2 separate regions of the Danio rerio genome follow, and region 2 is linked to region 1. A link is a contact called in public Hi-C data. All regions are on one chromosome and are shown on one strand. Each heading gives the region's core, a stretch centred on a gene start, on an enhancer-like site or on the middle of the called end of the contact. The rest is flanking DNA. Distances are from core to core; before and after follow the strand shown.

Region 1 (4,771 bases), core at 429-2,928:
GTCATGATATATATTTAAGAGTAAGCCCCGGTGCTAAATTTTAAGGTTTTTTGTACAACATTATGCACACTGATCAAGAGCTTAACGTGAAACAAGTGCCTACAAGCGAGCAGGCTCTATTTTTGTGATAAACGCGTTGATTTTAACTGGCATGACTTGAGAATGAATTAAAAGGAATCATTTGAGCTACTTCGCATTTGTCTAGTGCAAGTATATGAGCATTTTGTCAACCCGTGTGGTGGAAGATGTCAGTTTGGAGCTTCAGAATGTGTGTGGTAATACTGTTTGTGTTCTGTAGTTGTGTGTTTAGCATGTGTGTTTTTAAGCCTTATGCAGATGGTGATTGTGTTCAAGGATAAAAAACTTCCAATTTTAGTGAGACACGGGCCAGCTTGAGATGAATGTGAGCTTTCGTGAAACATCAGTAACTGGATTCTGTGTCCCATTGAGATGTTTATGTGTTGTAGCAAAGCTTTAGAAAGTCCCAGAATCATCTTTTATCAATGTTAAATGTTATTAATGTGAAATGATGGTCTGTTTGTAATTTTGAGGTGCAGTATTGTCTCTTTCGGAAAAACTCCCTCAGGTCTCAACACCAGCAGGCCTCATTGGACTGGCATCTAATGTTACACTTGATTTTTTTTATTCAATACTTTGTGAACAGAATATACTATATATTTTTTACCCTTTAAATTGGCCTTAATATCTTTTTTCTGTTCTGTTTTCTTTCTGAAGGGGTCTTTAAAACCCTGTATTTTGGTGCTAAATGAATGCTTAATATTTCTGTAGGTATAGGATGGTTTTTAACTGATGAGTTACAAGACATAGATTTTGATATCTGAAATAATCTTTATCCCTAGCTTTAATATTCCGTGCTTGTACTAACATCACTGATGAAAAATAAATTGCACCAAACTCTTTTATTGACTGTCTTTTTATTGAAATGTCCATTGTATTAGCAAATAACTGTCAGATTTTTGCTTGTTATTAGATTGATCTATAATATTGTGCTTAGAAGCAAGAAATCAAATGCTTAAAAAAAAAAGATTATTACATATATAACGTTTGAAACTTTCTTTATACTTTATATTATCTTCATAGGATTTTAGTCATGCTTTTAATCATGTAAAATATACATTTTATTATGATCACTAAGCTAAATTTATTGTAATGCATTTTTTTAGACATACTGAAATAAAAGTCTGAAATAAAACTTATGGTTCACAAGGACTTTAATAGACTGATATTTTTGTTTATTTATTTTATTTACAATGCTTGAACAATAACAGGAAGGAACAAAAGACTGAGATAACAATCAATTTACATTCACAATCTTTCCATCCTTATTAATAACAATACAAAGTATATTTATTCATTCATTTTTTTTTTGGCTTAGTCCCTTTATTAATCTGGGGTTGGGACAGCGGAATGAACCGCCACAAAATTCATTAGAAATATACAAAACATTTAAATAACAAAAATTAACAAATAAAATAAATAATAAAGAAAAATACGTAGCAGGGGAGTCGAAGTTCTCAAAAATATGAATAATAGACAAATCTTTACATCGACTGTTCTCTAAAATACATAAGTGGTTAAATTTAGTGACTTTTATTTTGACGTGACTACTTTTATTTTGTTAGAAAGCGGTTTGATATAGTAGGTTGATGACTTTTATTTTGACATCTGGGGCTAGTTATCGAGCGTTTGCTGTGGTTTCAGGCTTGCTGCTGCTGCTGAAGCGGCGCTTTACGAACGACACGCCGGTGAAACGGAAGATCCCGGCAGAGCGCGGACTTTCATAATTAAATGTAAGAAGAAACATTGATTTAATAGGCTTTACACACTTTTTTTTGTTTTCACACGCCTTTTAATAGTAGTTTTGTTAATTTAAACGACGCGTTGTTTGTTTTATTGGTAGCGTAAACGTTATCGTTCAAAACTTCAGCGGATTAAAAAGCAACGGTTTTCCGTGACGCGTTAACTGTTTATATGAAGTTAAACAACACTAACAGACTAGTTTGACGCTCAAACCAGGGGTCATTCGGCATCTAACGTTAACAAAGTTCACAAAAAAGTAACTTGATTTTGTGGATACAAATATAAAACCAAACATTTTAATTGACATCAAGTAACATTCGGAAGTAAAAATTATGGTGGTGTAGGTTGAGGGTTAAAGGGTGTGAATGTATGTTTAAGGAAATGAGGCTTAACGCAATCTCTCTTCTCGTTCTCTTCTGCAACATCAGCGGAAAGAATATCTCTATCAGCTTTAAATCCTCGGTTTTGCCTCAGTCATGGCTGTGAACGTGTTCTCGACATCGGTGACAAGTGAAAACCTCAGCCGCCATGACATGCTCACATGGATAAACGAGTCTTTACAGATGAACCATGCCAAGATCGAGCAGCTGTGCACAGGTCAGTGAGCAGCTGTTTGGCCTCTTCCCTTCACACACTTTCAGCTTGAGCATCAATACATTACACACACGAGCATCAGTTCAGAGGTAATCACAAAGTCTATCTTTCATGTTATAATAGTGGGATGACATGAGTTTGTCATATGGGTTGTTAGTATATTAAAGAGATAGTTCACCAAAAAATAATCTCACATATTTACTGCCCCTCAAGTGATTCCAAACCTTTGAGTTTTTTGTTGTTGTTGTTGAACACAAATGCAGACACTTTAAAGAAAGCTGAAAATCTGTAACCATCAAATTCTATAATAGGTAATGCAAATGCCATGGAAGTTAAAGGTTACAGGCTTTCAACAATTTTTTAATTATTTTCAGTCTTAGTGAAGGGATGGACAATGATTGTAAGAATGAGAGAGGTTATTTTTGTTTTTGTTGGATGTTAAATGTGTAGTTATTTATTTATTGTTTGTTTTATTCGCTGATTCTGTTTTGTTCATGTCTTTTAAGGTGCTGCTTACTGTCACTTTATGGACATGCTGTTCCCATCGTGTCTTCCACTGAAGAAAGTCAAGTTCCAGGCCAAACTCGAGCACGAATACATCCATAACTTCAAACTCCTTCAAGCCAGTTTTAAAAAGATGGGTGTTAGTAAAGTATGTTAACCAGTTACATTTATTAACGCACACAGTTTTTGTTTTTGAAATTTTGCATTAAAAAGTTTTTCTTCACTTAAAAAATGTATATCATACACTTTTACCATGATTTACAGATAAATTAATGAAATCAGAAAAAAATCAGTGTAACAAGTAGATTATATAGCAGAAAATCTTGTCATGCATATTAAACCCAATGAATATTTTATAACGCATTAAAAGACTCTATTTAAATACTCTAACATATTAAATTACTCTATTTAAATACTCTAGTTTAACATATTAAAAGGCTCCATTTAAGGATCACAGTGGCAATAAAAATATTTATTATTTGTCCTTTTCAATCTTCAAAACACTAGGTTTTACACATTTATAGGCAAAAAGTATAAGCATTTACATTTAGACACTTGTATTTAACTATTCTATGTGTAAAATTCGACATGAACAGCAAAATAGGATTTCTTGGCATTGATTCATGTACTGCGTGTCTTGATTTTGGCTTGTTATTTTGAACTATCATCTGTCTCTTTGCAGATTATTCCTGTTGATAAGCTTGTGAAGGGCAAGTTTCAGGACAACTTTGAGTTTGTGCAGTGGTTTAAAAAGTTCTTCGATGCAAACTATGATGGGAAGGAATATGATCCGGTGGCCGCTCGACAGGGACAAGATATTCCAACCAATCAGAGTCCAGCAGCAGCAGCCACGGCTAACAAGGCAAGGAAACCTAGCTCGGGTAAGGAGGTCTCAATATAACTGCAGATTAACAAATCAGTCTTTATAGATTCAAATAACCTTTTTAAAAGTATGTTGGATTTGTCATTGTGGAAAGCTAGCTGTTCTAATGCTAACAGGTGCATGGCAGCTGCAGCTGCTATGGATTTAAGGCTAAAATATGTGGGTGTGACCCAGTCACGCACCCGTGGGCTAGTTCTACATGCTTTAGCTGCTTTTACATGTGTGAGAATAGCTGGAGCCTCACATTGCCTGTGCATGGATTTTTCTGTTTACTTCAGATACAGGCATCACACCTGCAGTCAAGCCAATGGCCCCTGTTGGTGAGATATAAGTTCTAGTGGTTTACATGACATGGTTTTAACTAAAAACAGAACACCACGTTCTGAGTGTCTGAAAACACAAATGGCTTTACGATTTCGATCTGTAGGCATATGGACGTGCTCAACATCAGCATTTCTGTAAAAAGTTGCATCGCGACCTATTGCCCTGGCATACATATTGTCGTTGATCATTTTGAGATTAGTACCATTTCCATTACAAATGTGAATTTTTTTTTTTAAATGTTAATGAAAAGCTGATGCAAATTGACAAACATTTCTAATGATCACTGTTATACATCTCTCAATTATCTCACGATAAGTCATCTTAAAAGTTAAGATGACAGATGCTGGTGAGTTTACGTATACATCTCAGCCATCATACTAGCCACTACATGGTTTTTCCTGGCTCAGAATTGGTCATTGGTGGTGGCTGATCAGCATGGTTATCCACAAAGAGAAAAGAGTAGCCTAGTACCCTTGTGATCCGCAAGTCAAATATTAACAATACATTTTAAAAAAAAAAATACAAAATAAAAACGGTTTGAAATTTGCTTATCTTATTTATTCATGAAAGAAAACAATCACTGCCAGAGCAGATAGTAAAATATTACAACTTATTTTACAAAATGGGGGATTCAGATAGATCAGC
Region 2 (4,666 bases), core at 1,592-4,091, 280 kb after region 1:
AAGACGCCCTTCTTGGAGGAAATGGCCCATATTCGCTAAAACCCCCACCAAAGGTGCAAATCTGAACTGAAAAGTGAATGAGGGTTGTGTCTCTTTGGCAATGGAGACGTGGCACTTTCTGCGCTAACACCACATGCAACGGGGCCACCTGCTGGATGTTATGTTACAATGCATCTCAACGTTCTCAAGCCTTGGACGGTGAAAGACAAAGGCTTGTCGATGGATTCGTCCTAATGTTCTTACCTCCTAATTTTTTTATTTACATTTGATGCTGTTGCATTATGTCTTACTAAACATAGTGTTGAGTGGTTTACAGTTCTCTCTCTTTTGTTTTGGTTTTGTAGATTAACCCTGTCGTCATGAGTGCTGTAGTCGCATCAGAGTGATGTTTGTATTAACATGAGTCATGATAACAGAATGGATACAAATAGACTATACTTGGGGTACCCAGATGTTTTTCAACTCTGGTTAGGCCAAAGTATTGCGCCGCTGGCCAAAAATGCACAATAAGAGTTACAAATACAGTAGGTCTGATTCCATGTATGATTAGGTCAAATAGCTTCTTAGATTTGGTGTCGTCATGTTACTTAATCTTTACACTACAGGAATAATGTAGCCTAGACTCGATTGTTTTTTAAACATGAACTCATAATGCCAGTTGCCGCAGCTTTTTATGATTTTTGTTTATAAATCACAGCTGTTTTTACATACATGGAAGCTCCTGGTGGGCGAAACCAAATGCTGTTGTTGTTTTTGACCTTGCCGGGCCTCACTGTTTGTGGCTTTAGACTAAGCTTCTGTACAATCAGAGCATTGTTTGCTTACATTTAAGTCTGTGAATAGCTATGCTGCTAAATTCGGTTTTCCAGGAACAAGAAAGATGTCATCTTTTTGTATGTACGTGCTCTACAATTTATAAAATCAAATAAAAGGCTTTGTATTAATAGTGTTGATTCTCCTTCACTAAACATGCCAGATTTATTGCCATGGCTTCTGTGTACAGTTTTTGGTCTCTTATATCCCAATTTAATACAATTTTAATTGCTAGAAACATTATATGCTGCATTCTTGATTTATTTTTATTATATTTTAAGAATTTCCTCTGGTCTCAATTAAATGTACAGCTAATTATTGGCATAATGAAAACTAAAACTAATATAATGACAAAGGGCATAGATGGAAATATTATAGGGCTAAGGAAAGATCCTAGAGGCAACCATATTAATATCTATCTACTGGTAAATCTGATGTGATCTGTAGAGTAAAATACAGCACTGCAATCTTGAAAAAACTGAACCTAATATGAATTGGTGCTCAAGAAACATTTATTACTATCAGTGTTTTTTATGCTTAAAGGGATAGTTCACCCACAAATAAAAAATCTGGCATTATTTACGCATCCTCCACTTGTTCCAAACTTTGAATTTCACACATAGGTTTTTTCAAGGATTAGCCATGTGAATAAAAGCTTTTTAATATTTTTTTTTCACATTTTTCGAGGGCCTTGTACTGATTTTTGCTCTTTAATAAAACATACATTGATCAATCTTGAAAATTACTAGTCTCTGACTTTCAATGTTTATCATGTTTTTTTCGATGGCTGTCAATGGCTACAAGTTTCCAACATTTTTCAAAGCATCGTTTTTTGTTTTAAAAAGATAAATAAACTAATGGTTTGGTAAAAAGTAAGATTTTTTCCCAGAGGTGGGTTGCGGCTGGAAGGGCATCCGCTCTGTAAAAACTTGCTGGATAAGTTGGTGGTCCATTCCGCTGTGCCGACCCCGGATTAATAAAGGGACTAAGCCGACAAGAAAATGAATGAATGAATGAAAAGTAAGATTATGAGTCAGTTTTTATTCTTAGGTCTCAATAGAAAAAGACTTCACAAAATTAAAAAAGCTTTAAAATCAAAGGTTAATTAAATATGGTGGAAGTTTTAAATACAGTATGTTTAAATAACAGAGAATATAAATTTGAGGGACATATATCCTCACAGAAATATCGAAATCAAAAATGTATCTAAAGTGCGGGAAAGAAGTTTGTGGTGGTATGAAATATCTTTCGTTTAAAATAAGTTGTTATTTTTTCAAATTGCCAACATTTTCATCAAAACTTTAGAAAAATATATATATGGACATAGTGCTTCACGATATTAAAAGTGTTTACTAAAAATATATATGGACATAATGCTTCACGATATTAAAAGTGTTTACTATACTTTTGGGCCAAACAAAGGCAGCCCGAGAGCGTAAGAAACATTTGAAGAAAAAAAATGAGCCAGAAATGTTTGAAAATACGCGCACGTCTCCTTTTTGTACAATTATAAGGTCTGAATCTGCCTGAGACGCGCAGCTGCTCAGTAGCGCGCCGTGATCGTATAGTGGTTAGTACTCTGCGTTGTGGCCGCAGCAACCCCGGTTCGAATCCGGGTCACGGCAAATATACAGAGCAAAGCATTCGTTTTCATATTGCTGTGGCTGATACATTTTACAATACAATATAACGTATACTATACATTAAACGTATTCATTTTAATATATACAAATGTAATAACTTAGTCTTAGACTTATTAACGTTATATTAATTTGCCCAAATACATTCATCATAATTTAAATAACGCATTATTTGGAATGAAATCGCTTTAAATCACCAACAGACATTTGTTCAGTCGTTAATTCTAATTTTCATAAGATTTTTGTTTTTTTCCTCACATAGATCGTTCATTCCTTCATGAATCCAATGATGTAATGCAAATGTGTCGTCATATCCTGTTGTTTCAAAACGTGAAAGCCTTCGGTATGGATATAGTCGTTAGTGTCTGTATTTATGGATCTACATAGACGAAACACTGATTATCAGATACCTGAATTATCATTAAAATAGATATGTATTATACAAGAAACACCTCTAGCTTTGCTTGCAGCGAGGCTTTTATTTTGAAACGTGTCAGCAGGATGTCGGTTGTTTTTGAGTGTCTTGTTAGAGGAGTTTTCATTGAACCTGCCAAAGCAGTAAGAGAGGGGAGAACGGGTACCCGCATCCATTGTTATTTTACTTTCATTTTTTTCTTCTGGATGACAACATCCCATCTTTGAACGAGACCATTAGAGCGGACTACCCACCATGTCTGTTGAGGAGGAGAGGGGGGTAGTTCGTGTCAAAGTCAAGGTGAGGAATTTTGGGGAGCGAGCGGCAGGTAGAAACCCCAACCACACACACACACACACACACACACACACACACACACATCAACACGGCGGGCAGGATGAAAACACAGTAACACACAGCGGTCCTGTCAGGCCACGAGTGTCTGGTTTCACGTCTAACGTTATCGTTCGTCTGTCGTGGGGAATTGTTGTTTGTTCATCAGCCCTAGTCTTCACGTCCGTCGCTTTTTCTTCGTTGGCATCTTTGTTGTTTACGAATCGTGACCGCATCATAAAAATATGTTTTACAGTACAGTACGATCAGAACAATTATAATTACTATATTATTTGAATTATCATGCGATATTTTCGTGAAATATATTTTCATTTCGAAGTAACGGTTCAGTTTTTTCATCGTTGTTGTTTTTGTGTCCAAATGTAACCGTTTATAAACGGTCTATAATTAGATGCTTATTTGCGTAAAAAAACTTGTCGCACAAATACAGTGGTCAGCATGTATAAGTACACCTCTGACATATCTTTTAAAATTATATTTTTAATAGGAAGCTATACAGTATTTGTGCTTGTACATTACATTAGTCAGTGCTGAAGCCAATCAGGAGCTTATCTAACAAAATAATTTACGATGACTGTCCAAAAACTAGTACACTGAAATTTAAATGGTATAGAAAAATATTAAATACAATTTTGTAAAAGAAGAAAAATCAAGAGAAACAAATATTTGAAAAATTGAGTTGACATTTTGTCAATATTTTGCATGAATTTAATTGTATTATCTTTCATGTTTAGTGTCTAAATAGTATTTTAATAAATATATATGTTCTTTAAATCTGTTTTTTTTTAATGCACCAAAATACATTGCCTAATTTCACTGAGAAATGATAATATTAATTTTCAAAATGGGGAGAACTCAATTATGCTGAGCACTGTATATACCGCTGACTTGCTTGACCGTGAGTCATATTTGCTCTGGAGTGTCACATGATCAACCTGAATCCTCTTGCTTCAGTATTTCAGTCATTTCTCGGGTGTTCAGTCAGATTTAACGTATACAAAAAGTGTTGTTTATGCTTTTGAAAGCTGTATGGCTGTTGTTTCAGATGCAGGGCTTTGAGAACCACTAAAATAAAATACAGAGCCACTTTATAAAAAAAAGCTTTATTCCTCTTCTGCTTCAAGATCAGTAGTGTCAATATAATTCAACAAAGGTTTCTATGTTTTGTAAAAAGATTTTAAAGACCCTTTTAATGAAAACCATTTTTTTCCCAACTTTAAACACTAAAAACTGTCTTTTATCCATCTGTCATATAAAGGTGGAGATGTTTGTTTCCACTTCAGGAGAATAGGCCTCCTAGCCAATAATGAGGAGAAAGCAACAACGTTCTGTGTTGTTAAAGACAAATTTGTCCCAAAAAAGGAGTTCCGAATACTGCTGTTAGAGGGTTTGGAGTGACTGATATGTTAAAGTTTTTTTTCAAAAGTGTCAAATATTTTAGACC

Evidence for each region. A called contact is a pair of places that touch in the nucleus more often than the background predicts.
Region 2: a contact with region 1 is called in a Hi-C map of hematopoietic stem cells, with 2.1 times the contacts expected there. The contact joins the promoter of tbc1d25 here to the promoter of mapre1a in region 1. A contact is called at or near these places in 2 of 18 Hi-C or Micro-C datasets (caudal fin and hematopoietic stem cells) and 1 of 4 datasets of contacts at active chromatin or transcription factors (gastrula embryo).

What each region holds. Positions count from the first base shown.
Region 1 is chr8:25,274,491-25,279,261 of GRCz12tu, forward strand. It overlaps mapre1a (microtubule-associated protein, RP/EB family, member 1a), which reads left to right and starts at 1,679. Exons shown (of 8, transcript NM_199864.2): 1 at 1,679-1,811; 2 at 2,250-2,418; 3 at 2,922-3,067; 4 at 3,602-3,800; 5 at 4,081-4,122. The coding sequence starts at 2,298. dnmt3ba (DNA (cytosine-5-)-methyltransferase 3 beta, duplicate a) reads left to right here. Exons shown (of 25, transcript NM_001020476.2): 25 at 1-923.
Region 2 is chr8:25,550,433-25,555,098 of GRCz12tu, forward strand. tbc1d25 (TBC1 domain family, member 25) reads left to right here and starts at 2,842. Exons shown (of 7, transcript NM_001128236.1): 1 at 2,842-3,168. The coding sequence starts at 3,124. It overlaps trnah-gug (transfer RNA histidin (anticodon GUG)), which reads left to right and starts at 2,367; the gene lies at 2,367-2,438. nt5dc2 (5'-nucleotidase domain containing 2) reads left to right here. Exons shown (of 14, transcript NM_001077143.2): 14 at 1-944. The coding sequence ends at 39.